Regions from separate parts of the Hordeum vulgare genome. Here all the other regions are linked to region 2. Evidence: chromatin contacts called from public Hi-C data. All regions are on one chromosome and are shown on one strand. The core of a region is the stretch at or near the end of the contact, and the rest is flanking DNA. Distances in the headings are between cores, read along the strand shown.

Region 1 (3,604 bases), core at 900-3,399, 360 kb after region 2:
AAATCATCGGGGGAGGCATAATATTCTTTTCCTACCAAAATGCAATGTTTGTTCTCATAGAGAAAAAAAATCTAGCATGGTGGTCCTTGTTTTTGATATACAGTCTTACTAAATACCAGTCGAGTGAGACTTCGTTATGTCTCGGCCGATGCTATATTCATGAGCTTTTACATTGAGATCCGTGCATATTTTTTCTTTTCATATTTTTCTTTTTTCATTTCTTACATGTTATGTCACTTGACTAAGACCTAGCCATCCCCTTCGAGATAACACCTTCATAGTTAGGAGTATCGATTGACCTTTCCCAAGCATTATTACACACTCATGTGCAATTAAATGACTTCTTCTTCATCACAATATATATTTATGGTATGAAATAAATGGTTGCCTTATGCACAATAGGATATTAACTCCGAGATTTCGTTTCCATGTGTAGAAAGAGAGAAATCTTGGAATTAAGGGGACTCCCAATGAAATGTATCTTATGTATATATGCATTAAATATTTCTTTAGATGCAATTAAATATTTCCCGCAAAAAGATATCATTAAATATGAATAATATGTACACTAAAAACAAGGAAAATAAAAACATTCTCTGTTTTCCACGCTTTATATAGAATTAAGATATGTTTTGCTCCTTTTGAACCATGGATGGACAAACAAAAACAAAATCAATTTCCTATGAAGTAAATTTAAGGATCAAAATTGATTTATTTTTTAAACATGGTTTTTACCTTTTCCTTATCTATTTCGACACGAATATCTCGCAAACGTTCTCCGGGAGAAAAATTGTTAGCGAACGTTAGAGTTGTCATGCGAGAAGAACTAAAATGTCATCATGCGTTTGTTAGAGGTTTGCCTCGGGAAGCGAACTTGCTATACGCAGGGAAGAATGCTCCACGAATGCAACATAATCTTCATTTAAAAAAAAAGGTTTTGTAAGGTTTTGATAAATCATTTTGTGATGTTTAAATTATGGGAAACGATTACATCCCACCGGCTGATCCGGTTGATCCATTCGTCGTCCGCTCGTCCGTTAGATCTCGTCTCGATCATGAACCATTTCTCAAAATTGGCTCGTTGTTTCAGGAACGGGGGCTCAAGCTGGAGCACTCCAGGTTCCTCATCGTGGCTCCTCTGCTACCGGGGACGAGCCTGCCGGAGCCCGGCAAACCGCCGTCGTCGTCGGTCCTCGCCGGCTCGCCGGATCCCCACCTCGCCGACGAGATCCTGCCCCTCGCCGGATCCCCACCTCGCACGGCGAACGAGGAGGTGTGCGGCGTGGATGCCGGCGAGCTCCCGCCGCCGGGGAGCTTCTCTGCCTCGCTGGAGATGCGTCCCTGCTCGCGCGCCCGACTCTCCGTTGAGCATGGATCCCAGCTGCAACGTGACTTTCGTTGCAAAATTTCTTGAAACTCGACCTTTGTTGCAAAAAAAATATTCCATAAAAATACCTATGTTACAGAAAGACGAAGAAAAAAAAATATGCAACAAGCAAATTGTTTCTAAAACTCGACCGTTGTTTTAGGAATTAACGGATCCAAAGTTTATTTCTTGCAACAAAGCAAAAGTTTCCGTAACTCGAGCGTCGTTTCAGGAAATAACTACTGACCATGCGTCGGGGATGCGGGGCCTTATATCGACATCCGACGGCTAGCTAGATGACAGATAATTTTTAAAAATCATTCGACGGATCGCGTAGCGTTCCCTTTAAATTATGCGCAGGAAAGAATTTCCTTTCTTTTAGGGGTCATTATGTTTTGTAAGGTTTTTAGAAATCATTTTGCTGTCAAAAAAAGGTTGTGAGAAATCATTTGGTTGATCATTTCCTTCATGTACATAGCACACACAACGTCCCGTCTCGCTGACAGCGGGCCACCACCGGCATCCCAACCACGGCTGGATCCCACGGAGCACTGCACCGAACACGTACTCTGCCGGTCATTGGCGGACCCAACCGAGGCAAACCGGGCGACTCAAGTCAAGCCACAGGGGTGCATACACACAGAACCCAAAAATATCCAAATAAAATTAGTACTACTCCTTAATATTAATATCTCGCCTTTAATATTTTGAACCCCGCGGCCCCGCAGTCCCCCGCGCGCGGCCCTATATAAAGGCGGCCCCGTCAGACGCGTCCTCAGCAGTCACTCACCGGCGCCACCAGTACCGCCCCGCCCCCACCCACCCCACCTCCTCCCTCCTCTGCTCCTCCGCTCGCTCGGCACCGGGGGCCATGGCGCGCGCCTCGCTGCTTCTCGCGCTGCTCGTCGCGGCGGCTTCGGCGCCGGCGGAGGGAGCCAGGGTGCCCGTGGACGCGGCCGGCAACGCGACGCTGGGCGCGCGGCGGGAGGCGCTCGAGAACGGCCTCGGCAGGACGCCGCAGATGGGGTGGGTACTCTCGCTCGCGCTGCCACCTTCCAACCCCCTGCTCCTGTCTTTTCCTCTTCGTTTTTTCGCCCGCTATGGCATGCATTCGATTCGTATCCTCCGCCCCTCGCGCTACGCTACCGCCCAACAACCCGCACGAACAAAGCAGAAAATAACAATTCATTATTAACATGAAAATATACTACTCCTACGTAGTACTATCATCGCTCTGGAGTAGGGGGTAGAGCTCGTGGTGGTAGATAATCTGCCGTGGTGCGTGCGTGGTGATAATGGTGGCTTTCGTGCGATGAAAGGGACGTTCATGCGCGTCTCGCGTGCGGCGGCAGCGAAAGGCGCGGGTGGCTCCCTCCGATTTCATCATCGGGTTTGGACGCTTTTGTTTAAAGCCCCTTTGGGCTTTGGCCGCTTCTCTTCCATTCGCGCACGCGATATTTCCAATCTCGATTTATTATGCCCCGCTTCGTCGCCACAGCCTACAGATACAGTTTTCCTATTTTTATTTTGGGTGGATTTGATGGGAGATTTGGCGATGAGATGAGGGATTGAGCCACGAGGGGAGTAAGTAAGATGAATGCTTGGACGTCAGCACGCGTGCATTTTTCTGCTCCCCTCGTCCAGTCGTAGATCTAAAGATATACTCGTATTTTTTTTGGCCAGCATTTATATTGGAACGATCATGTGTGTACGTGTACTCCAGATTTCGCATGGAACCATGCATTTGTTTTTAACACATGGATCTAGCAGTATTTGCTACTCCTACTACTATATGCTCCTACATCAGTGACTTCATCTATATTTAGTATCAGCAATGCAAAATCTACAGTGGTCTTCATCTATATATATAATTGAAAGAAAATAAAAACTGCGGAACAACCGAGGGGGGCCTGCCTGCGAGCAAAGCACGCCCAAGGAACAGGGAAAAGATTTGACGACCTATCCCTTTATCTATGCTTTCTTTTTTCCTTTTTCTCTGTTGGCCTTTGTGCCTGTCCCTTGGCCTCTGCCCTCGCGCTGCATGCACATATACGAGTATTTTAACCGCGCAACCTGAACCGTACGGTACTGCCGTCCTGGTGCTGCTGATGGCTCATCATGACGTATCCGGTCCGGCGACTAGCCATTGATACTGTATTTTTCTCTCTGTGTCGGTTGCTCAATCTCCACACAGTAAAAAAAAATACGGTGTCTAGAAGTAAACATGTCATGGGTCGG
Region 2 (3,742 bases), core at 115-2,614:
AAAAAAGAATTTGAAACCATGATTTGGTATTCGGAAAAACATTTCAAATTGAACAGTATTGAAATAAAATAATAAAGTCCAAAAAAGAGAAAAATGAATTCACAAAAAATGCAAGCAAAACAAAATTATATAACATAAAAAATCTTAGACCATAACCCAACTAGGCAACGTCACCTCTCCCGTCGGGCGCGTGTTGGACCGACCGAGCACTCGCGGATTTGAAAAAAGTTCACCAATCCAAAAAATGCCCCCATTTTCCAAATTTGTGCACTAATTCAGAAAATGTTCCTTTTTTAAAATTTATTTACAATTTCGATTTTTTGGGGGAGTTTCAAATAATGTTTCTCTTTTAAAAAAATTTAGAAACTTTTAAAAGTTCATATTTACAATTATTTTATACAAAATTTGTAAAAAAAACAAAATGAATAATTTTCTAAAAGCTCGATTGTTTTTTCAAAAGGAAAATGAAACAAAAAATGATAAGCAAAATAATTACGAACAAGAAATAAAAAGATGGGGGCTTTCTAAAAAAACTGAAAAATCTAAAAAGTTATTCATGAAATGGAAAAAGGTTTCTAGTTTTGAAAAACTCCTTGGGTTTTATTTTTCTTACAAATAAACTGAAAATTTTCATGGATTTGAAAAAAGTTCACTAGAGTGATAGCAAAAAACTGAAAAAGTTACATGAATTTGGGAAATAATAGTGAAATTTCGAACAAAGAAATGTGAAGTTGAAAAAGATTCACCAATTTGAGAAAAAAAATCAAGAATATGAGAAAACTTTATTATTAAAAAATCACGAATTTGAAAAAATAGAAAAATAAACATATACGTTTAGTGTGTCTGGCTCTGAACGGCGAGGTTTCGAGTTAGGGGGCGTGGACGACATATACATTTTGGCGAGGGACCCACTATATGAAAATGGATACAATTTACAAAAGGTCCATATTGCCCCGTATAGGTGTAGTAGGGGGTCATGTCGAAACAGTGCTCTAAAAATTAGGTCATTGCAAACTTTTTAAAATACGAATTCAACGATATAATTTTTGATACGTATATAATTTATATTTGGTTACTCTAATTCATGGTTCAAATATAATTTTGAAATGCGTGCCTGGCTCATTCATTGGAGTTGGAAGTATGTGGTTTATGAACCGGACAGCGCGCTAATTTTGATCTAGATAGACTTCATAATTGACCCAGAGCGTGGTATATACAAACACTAGTGCCAAAAGAAATCGTCTACAACATTCCATATATGGTTTATGAACCGGACAGCGTGTTAATTTTGATGTAGATAGGCTTCATAATTGACCCGGGACGTGGTATATATAAACACGAGCGCCACAAGAATCGTCTACAAAATTCCTCCCGCCCGGTTGTTCCTGGCCAGACACGTATATCGGCCGCTACGTCCTGGTCAACAGGCAGCGGGGGAGACTCCGACTCGGCGAGAGATCGATGGAGGGTTGTCGTGGCCGGCCATGGACCAGGCTACCGGCGCTGCTGCTGGTGGCGCTGGCCTGCGCCGCCGCCGCCGCCGTGGGAGAGTGTAGGGTGGTGCACGTGGGAGAGGCGCACCGGCGGAGCATGTTGGCTAATGGCCTCGGCGCGACGCCCCCCATGGGGTAAGATAGCTGCTGCTTAGCCGCGGTGCATGATCCTTGATCTAATCCCCTCTTCTTCTATCTCTCGTCGGCAGGTGGAACAGCTGGAATCACTTCGCCTGCGACGGCAACGGCGAGGTTGTCATCAGGGAGACCGGTACGAGCTGAGCTGATAGTCCCTCTGCTTCTTATTTACTGTTGAACTGTCCTTTAAATCGCAACAGGCAGCTGTAAACTTTTATATTTTCTTGTCTTGTATGTACTGTATGTCTGCCTGGGCAGCCGATGCGCTTGTCTCCACCGGGCTCGCAGCTGCCGGCTACAAATACGTCAATCTTGGTGCGTTGCTGCCACACTCTCATACGCCCTTGGCCTTTATTTATATTTATTTATTTATTTTGTGCTTCCCTGTTTCTGCACTGAAGAATTCTTTTACGTGATGTAATTGATTGATTAGTTACAAGTGGCCTGAGCCGACTTAATTTGTGTGCTTTCTTCTGCAGATGATTGCTGGGCAGAACCTGAACGTGATGCAAAGGTTTGTACAGAATCTGCCCTTCAGATGTCTCGAGTCCGAACACTCTTCTGCAGATTTTTTTTTAGGAGGGTGATCCATCAATTGTTGCACTTGCTTATGCTGCTGCAGGGCAATCTTGCGGCGAACAAGAATACGTTCCCCCACGGGATAGAGGCACTCGCGGACTACGTCCACAGCAAGGGGCTCAAGCTCGGCATCTACTCCGATGCTGGGTAAGTACACATAGGATACTAGGATCGCACAGTGGCTCTCGTAGTAAGCTGTCACAGTAACTTGCAGTCCTCTGATCGTAAATTTTGTCTGAAGATACAAGACCTGCGCCAAGGCTCAACCCGGATCCCTCGGCTACGAGGAGCAGGACGCCAAAACCTTTGCTTCCTGGGTAAGCGATCGATCGATTCCAAGCTTTATCTATCGCACTTGTGCATATCTCTGATGTGTTTTGTTGATTTCATCAATGGGATTTGCGTGCTGGTTTCAGGGAGTGGACTACCTCAAGTACGACAACTGCAACAACGGCGACACGAAGCCGCTGGAGAGGTACCCTGAGATGAGCAAGGCTCTGATGCAGGCCGGCCGCCCCATCTTCTTCAACCTCTGCGAATGGTAACACCACCGTGTTGTATACAGTATAAACGTAGCAGCACTACGTAAATGATGCGAGTTGTGCATTCTTGACGAGCTCCTTATCCTCGTGGCTCGTGTCATTGCCGGCGACGTTGAGCAGGGGCGACATGCACCCGGCGCGGTGGGGCGCGGCGTACGGCAACAGCTGGAGAACCACCAACGACATCGAGGACACCTGGGACAGCATGGTGTCCAGGGCGGACCAGAACGAGGTGTGGGCCGAGTACGCGCGCCCCGGCGGCTGGAACGGTCAGTAGTCTCTCCCCGGAACAAACTCATCTTATGAGACATTGGATGGATTCATCTTATCTAGGCTTGTTTTTGGTTGGTTTTAACTTTTAACGCTCTGGTACGGGTTGTGGCATGCAGACCCCGACATGCTGGAGGTGGGCAACGGAGGGATGACCAACGACGAGTACATCGTGCACTTCAGCATCTGGGCGATCTCAAAGGTCAGTCACTGACTCATGGCTAGATACTCTGTATTTTATCTTGTTTTTTTCTTCTCTGAATGTAGTCGAACCGTTTCTGCTGGATGTGTGTGTAGGCGCCTCTGATCATCGGGTGCGACGTGAGGCACATGTCGCAGGACACGTACGACATCCTTGCCAACAAGGAGGTGATCGCCGTCAACCAAGGTGATCTTTAAACTCCCCTGCACCTGTCAGTCTCGGGCTCTCGGCTCTCGCCGTCGCGTCCGCGTTGCCAGCAAGGGTAAACTGATCAATCGTGGTGTTTGTTGATGCAGATCCTCTCGGCGTCCAGGGGAAGAAAGTGAGGATGGAGGGGAGCAGCGAGGTAACAGATTCTGCACTGCACTCTCCGATACTCTGAACTTCCCACATCGTAACCAAGAACTGCAACTGAACTGTAACTGTGTCGTGTGCTATGCAACAGATCTGGGCTGCGCCTCTGACGGGGTACAGGACGGCGGTGCTGCTGCTGAACCGGCACGCCAAGGACGAGGCCC
Region 3 (3,851 bases), core at 60-2,559, 380 kb after region 2:
TTGGATATGTCATGTGATACCTATGTATCACTTTTATTCAAAAACCCATCTCGGTCTTTCGGAAAATTTGAGCAAATCATCCCTATTTTCATTCTCGTCCATTTTAGCACTTTGCACTGCAACTCTATTTTCCTTTACCCTAATGGCCGTAATATTTTTAGTGCTTATATTACTCCCTACCAAACCCTTAGTTCAAGGAGATTAGCCCCATTGGGATAGCTTGAGCCGATGCAACTAACCCCTAGAGTTTCTGAATAGAAATGTAGTTTTGTAAAACTTACATTAACAAGTTTCTGTTTTTCCAAAACTAACTTGACCATCCTTGCGAGCACCTAATGAGACCCCAACCTAGAGAATTTGGCCACCAACCAAACCCATTTGATGCCTATAGCATTCTATCGAGCACCTTAAGGGCATGGCCAGAATTGACATGGTTCTAAGATTGCCTTATGTACCTGCACCTGTAGCCAAACCAGCATGTCCACTCAACCTATCCGACCTACCCTAGCTAATTTGTTAACTTGCAGCTCAATCCAAGCCCTGTAGTAGACCCTCGCATTTCATCGAGCAGGTGCAGTGCACGCCCAGAGCGGGCCTGTTGCAGCTAGCGTAGCCGAGCCGTCGCGTCCATCTACCCCCGTGCCACTGGCCTTTCCCTCGCTCGCAGAGCCAAGCTAGTGCTCCTTTCCCCTTGCTAGCATCGATGACAACCCCTGCACGCTGAGAGCCACCGCCATCGCCTGGCGGCTAGCTCCGGCCGCATCTGCCCCTGCTCAGGTCGGCAGCGCCCTGAGCCCTCTCTACCAACCAACTAGCCCCTGGAGCAGTGTGGGAGTTCGTCTGCTTGCTCCTAGCCTCGCCAGCCATTGCCATGTTGCCCCCAACTACAGATACGAAGACCAGGCGATCTTATCCTCGACCGACGCGGGAACCGACCTCGTTGGCCTATAAAACCGCCCTCCTCGATCCCTTTTGCCACCAGAGCCACACCCTCCACTCCCCTAGAGCCACAAGAGAAATCAATTTAGCCGAAGGGAGCTTCTTCATCGCCTCCGGCGAGTTCGACCGCCATCGTTAGTTCCTCTAATTTCACCCGAGCCCCAGCCTTGCTGCCCTCTCTCGCGTCACCATTAGCCTTGCGTCGCCCGTGCGAAGATTTTCCCTCTCCTAGCTAAGCTCGAGAGCCACCCGAAGCCAAAGGCCCTCCTTGCCCGTTGCCGCCGTCTGGTGGAGATTGTGCTACCGGCAACCCCGCCCACCTCTACGACCGCGGTGACCACCGAAAGGACAATCGGGACCCCGTGGATCCATTCCCATGCCTGGAAGTCCTTGGGGAAGCCACCGCTGTTCTGCATGGAGAAGGCAAGCCCGCACGTGGACCAATCAAACCCGACGGGTGGGACCACGGGTCCCACCGTCGGCAACCCAAGGCGCACCGAGTCGGTTGTAAGTGAAGGCGTATTTCAATGAATACATCTTCCCCATTATGAAAACGTATTCCTAGCCGAACCTTTTTCCTTTATCTGTATGAACTAAAAATAGGAATTTGGTTGAACTTTGACCACCTCTATCTTTTAAACTACAACTTCAAACGAATTAATTCTTTGTCACACCTCATTAAAATTTCCTCTAGTTTATTTTAGTATTTATTTGAAAATTTTCCAAATAACTTTTTGGTAATGTTTTGGGATTGTGTGTCGATTCGAATATTTCCAAAAATAGGAAAAGGAGGGAAGAATAAAACTTTCAAAGTTTTGGAGGGCACCCTACCCTTCTACATACTAAAGGCTAGCATCTTGGACACCGATATGATTTGGTTGAGTGATTGTTTTTGGTGATGCATGATTTGTATGGTTATGGTGATGAAGTGAGCATAACTATATGGTGACATTTTCATGCATATTGTGAGCGGTGAAAACTTCATTTATCTTAAGCATGAAGTGCTTGTGATAGTAGTCAACTCTTCAAGCCACACCCGTGGATGATAACAGGATGAAATACGGAAGAAAGTTATGTCTCGGGTAGACACGACCAATGGACGGGTATCCCGTTGTGACGGGGGTGATCCCTGGAGGCATGGTGGGGTATGACAGGGGTGACTCTATCATATATTTGTGAAGAAAAATTTGTTGTGCTAACCATGGAGGGAATACATAAGGCTCCTGAGTCGACCGTAGATCGAGTATTGTTCCAGTAACCTTACATACTTGTTTCGTACTACCACTTGTCCCTGTCACTAGCAGGGCGCAGTTCAGTAAGTCGTTAACCCCTTTCTTGGCACACACCGTACATAGAGGACAAAGTGGAAGATATCAGAGGCATCTGGTAGGCATGCCACTTGGTCCAAGGCATGGGTGTCCTAGTTGGACCGAGGGGGTAGCGCCCCTGTTGTGCGCGGTATAAATATGTTTGATCCCATGCTAATCGAGATTAGAGTCTCCCCACTTAGAGTTTTACTTAATGAGTGCCGTGGGTGATTCCATGCATCGGGAAATTAAACTGGTGTGTGCGGGTCAGGTGTGTTTTCAACTCAAAGACTGTAATCGTAATTAGTTGACATCTCTGGTTGACTAAAGAATCTGTTACACGTGGGTAAAGAGTACACCCTTTATAGAGTTATAACATCTATTAGGATAGCCATGTCCGCGGTTAAGGACTACTGTGTGGGATAGGTCAAGTGTCGGTCTTCGAAGGAAATTATTTTAACTATGAGGATAATCGTAAATCATGGTGGATGACCATATTTATATTGTTATGGACTAACCTCTTTCTGTATGTGAATCTTGAATATCCCTCGTATGGTCCTACCTCCTCGATATTCATTGTTATTATTTCATACAAGCCCTATATGTGGTGTCGCTGAGACGCCCGACTACGACACATATTTTATTATTTCATATAAGCCCTTTATGTGGTGTCACTCACATGCCCGAGTGCGGCACACATTTTATTATTTCATATAAGCCCTTTATGTGGTGTCGCTCACACGTCCAACTACAACACACATTTTATTATTTCATATAAGCCCTTTATACGATGTCGTTCAGACGCCTGACCACGACACACATTTTATTATTTCATATAATCCCTTTATGCGGTGTCTCTCAGATGCCCGACTGAGGCGTGTTTTATATTTTTATCCCTTTTAGGCGTCGCTTCAAACACCCGATCAGACTATCGTATGTTCTTGGAATTTTCGGGAGGACTACCACCCAATGTTCCATGTTATTTTCTTTCATTGATTGATTATTCAATTTTTCAGTATGGATAAATTATCTGCATGCTTACATTTAATAATTTATTTTATGACTGACTGAATACCATTGAATAATCTTCAGCGCATATTAATCACCTACAATTTTATGTCTATTTTCATGAGGTTTGCGAGTACATTCAAAGTACTCAGTGGCTTGTCCTTGGCTATTGTCTTGTCCAGATTGCGTATTTGGAGAGGAGTATCCTAACGATAGCCCCGGAACCTAGGCACCGAAGATAGCAGCCGTACGATATAGAAGGTAACCTGGTCAGCTGTTCCCGTGGGAAATGGAGTCCCATAGACGCTCGAGATCCCCGAACCGCTTTCGCCATCAACCATTAGAAACCTTTGTTGTACTTGATAGACCATCATGGTCTTGTACTCCAAAATTATGTATTTTCTTGGATAGTTGTATCAAGGAAGTGTGCACCAGCTAAAAGTATTGCCGGGGCTGGTTTGCACAAGGGTCATTTGATGGAAACTAGATATTCCGAAAAAATCAGCCCTAGCAAACACTTAGTGTTAACTTTGGTGATGTATCTCATGAACTTAAGTTCTCCAAGTTTAGACATATGCATTAGTAAGAATCTTCTAG

Evidence for each region. Hi-C and Micro-C count contacts between places; a contact is called where the count stands out from the background.
Region 1: a Hi-C map of leaf shows a contact between it and region 2, with 7 times the contacts expected there. The contact joins the promoter of LOC123432356 here to the promoter of LOC123409945 in region 2. A contact is called at or near these places in 4 of 6 Hi-C or Micro-C datasets (leaf and seedling) and 1 of 1 datasets of contacts at active chromatin or transcription factors (embryo).
Region 3: a Hi-C map of leaf shows a contact between it and region 2, with 5 times the contacts expected there. The contact joins the enhancer-like site here to the promoter of LOC123409945 in region 2. A contact is called at or near these places in 1 of 6 Hi-C or Micro-C datasets (leaf) and 1 of 1 datasets of contacts at active chromatin or transcription factors (embryo).

What each region holds. Positions count from the first base shown.
Region 1 is chr1H:303,585,467-303,589,070 of MorexV3_pseudomolecules_assembly, reverse strand. LOC123432356 (alpha-galactosidase-like) reads left to right here and starts at 2,149. Exons shown (of 15, transcript XM_045115386.1): 1 at 2,149-2,392. The coding sequence starts at 2,238.
Region 2 is chr1H:303,947,590-303,951,331 of MorexV3_pseudomolecules_assembly, reverse strand. It overlaps LOC123409945 (alpha-galactosidase 1-like), which reads left to right and starts at 1,364. Exons shown (of 13, transcript XM_045102817.1): 1 at 1,364-1,628; 2 at 1,703-1,764; 3 at 1,890-1,946; 4 at 2,111-2,145; 5 at 2,254-2,357; 6 at 2,452-2,527; 7 at 2,627-2,751; 8 at 2,873-3,021; 9 at 3,142-3,224; 10 at 3,320-3,410; 11 at 3,521-3,570; 12 at 3,670-3,742. The coding sequence starts at 1,462.
Region 3 is chr1H:303,566,694-303,570,544 of MorexV3_pseudomolecules_assembly, reverse strand. No RefSeq gene overlaps it. Among protein-coding and RNA genes, the nearest start is that of LOC123432356, 18 kb to the left of the region's middle. Within about 2 kb of position 1,309, at least 2 of the 3 cell types and tissues checked have open chromatin away from gene starts, as enhancers often do. A contact at or near this core is called in leaf, where this site is marked.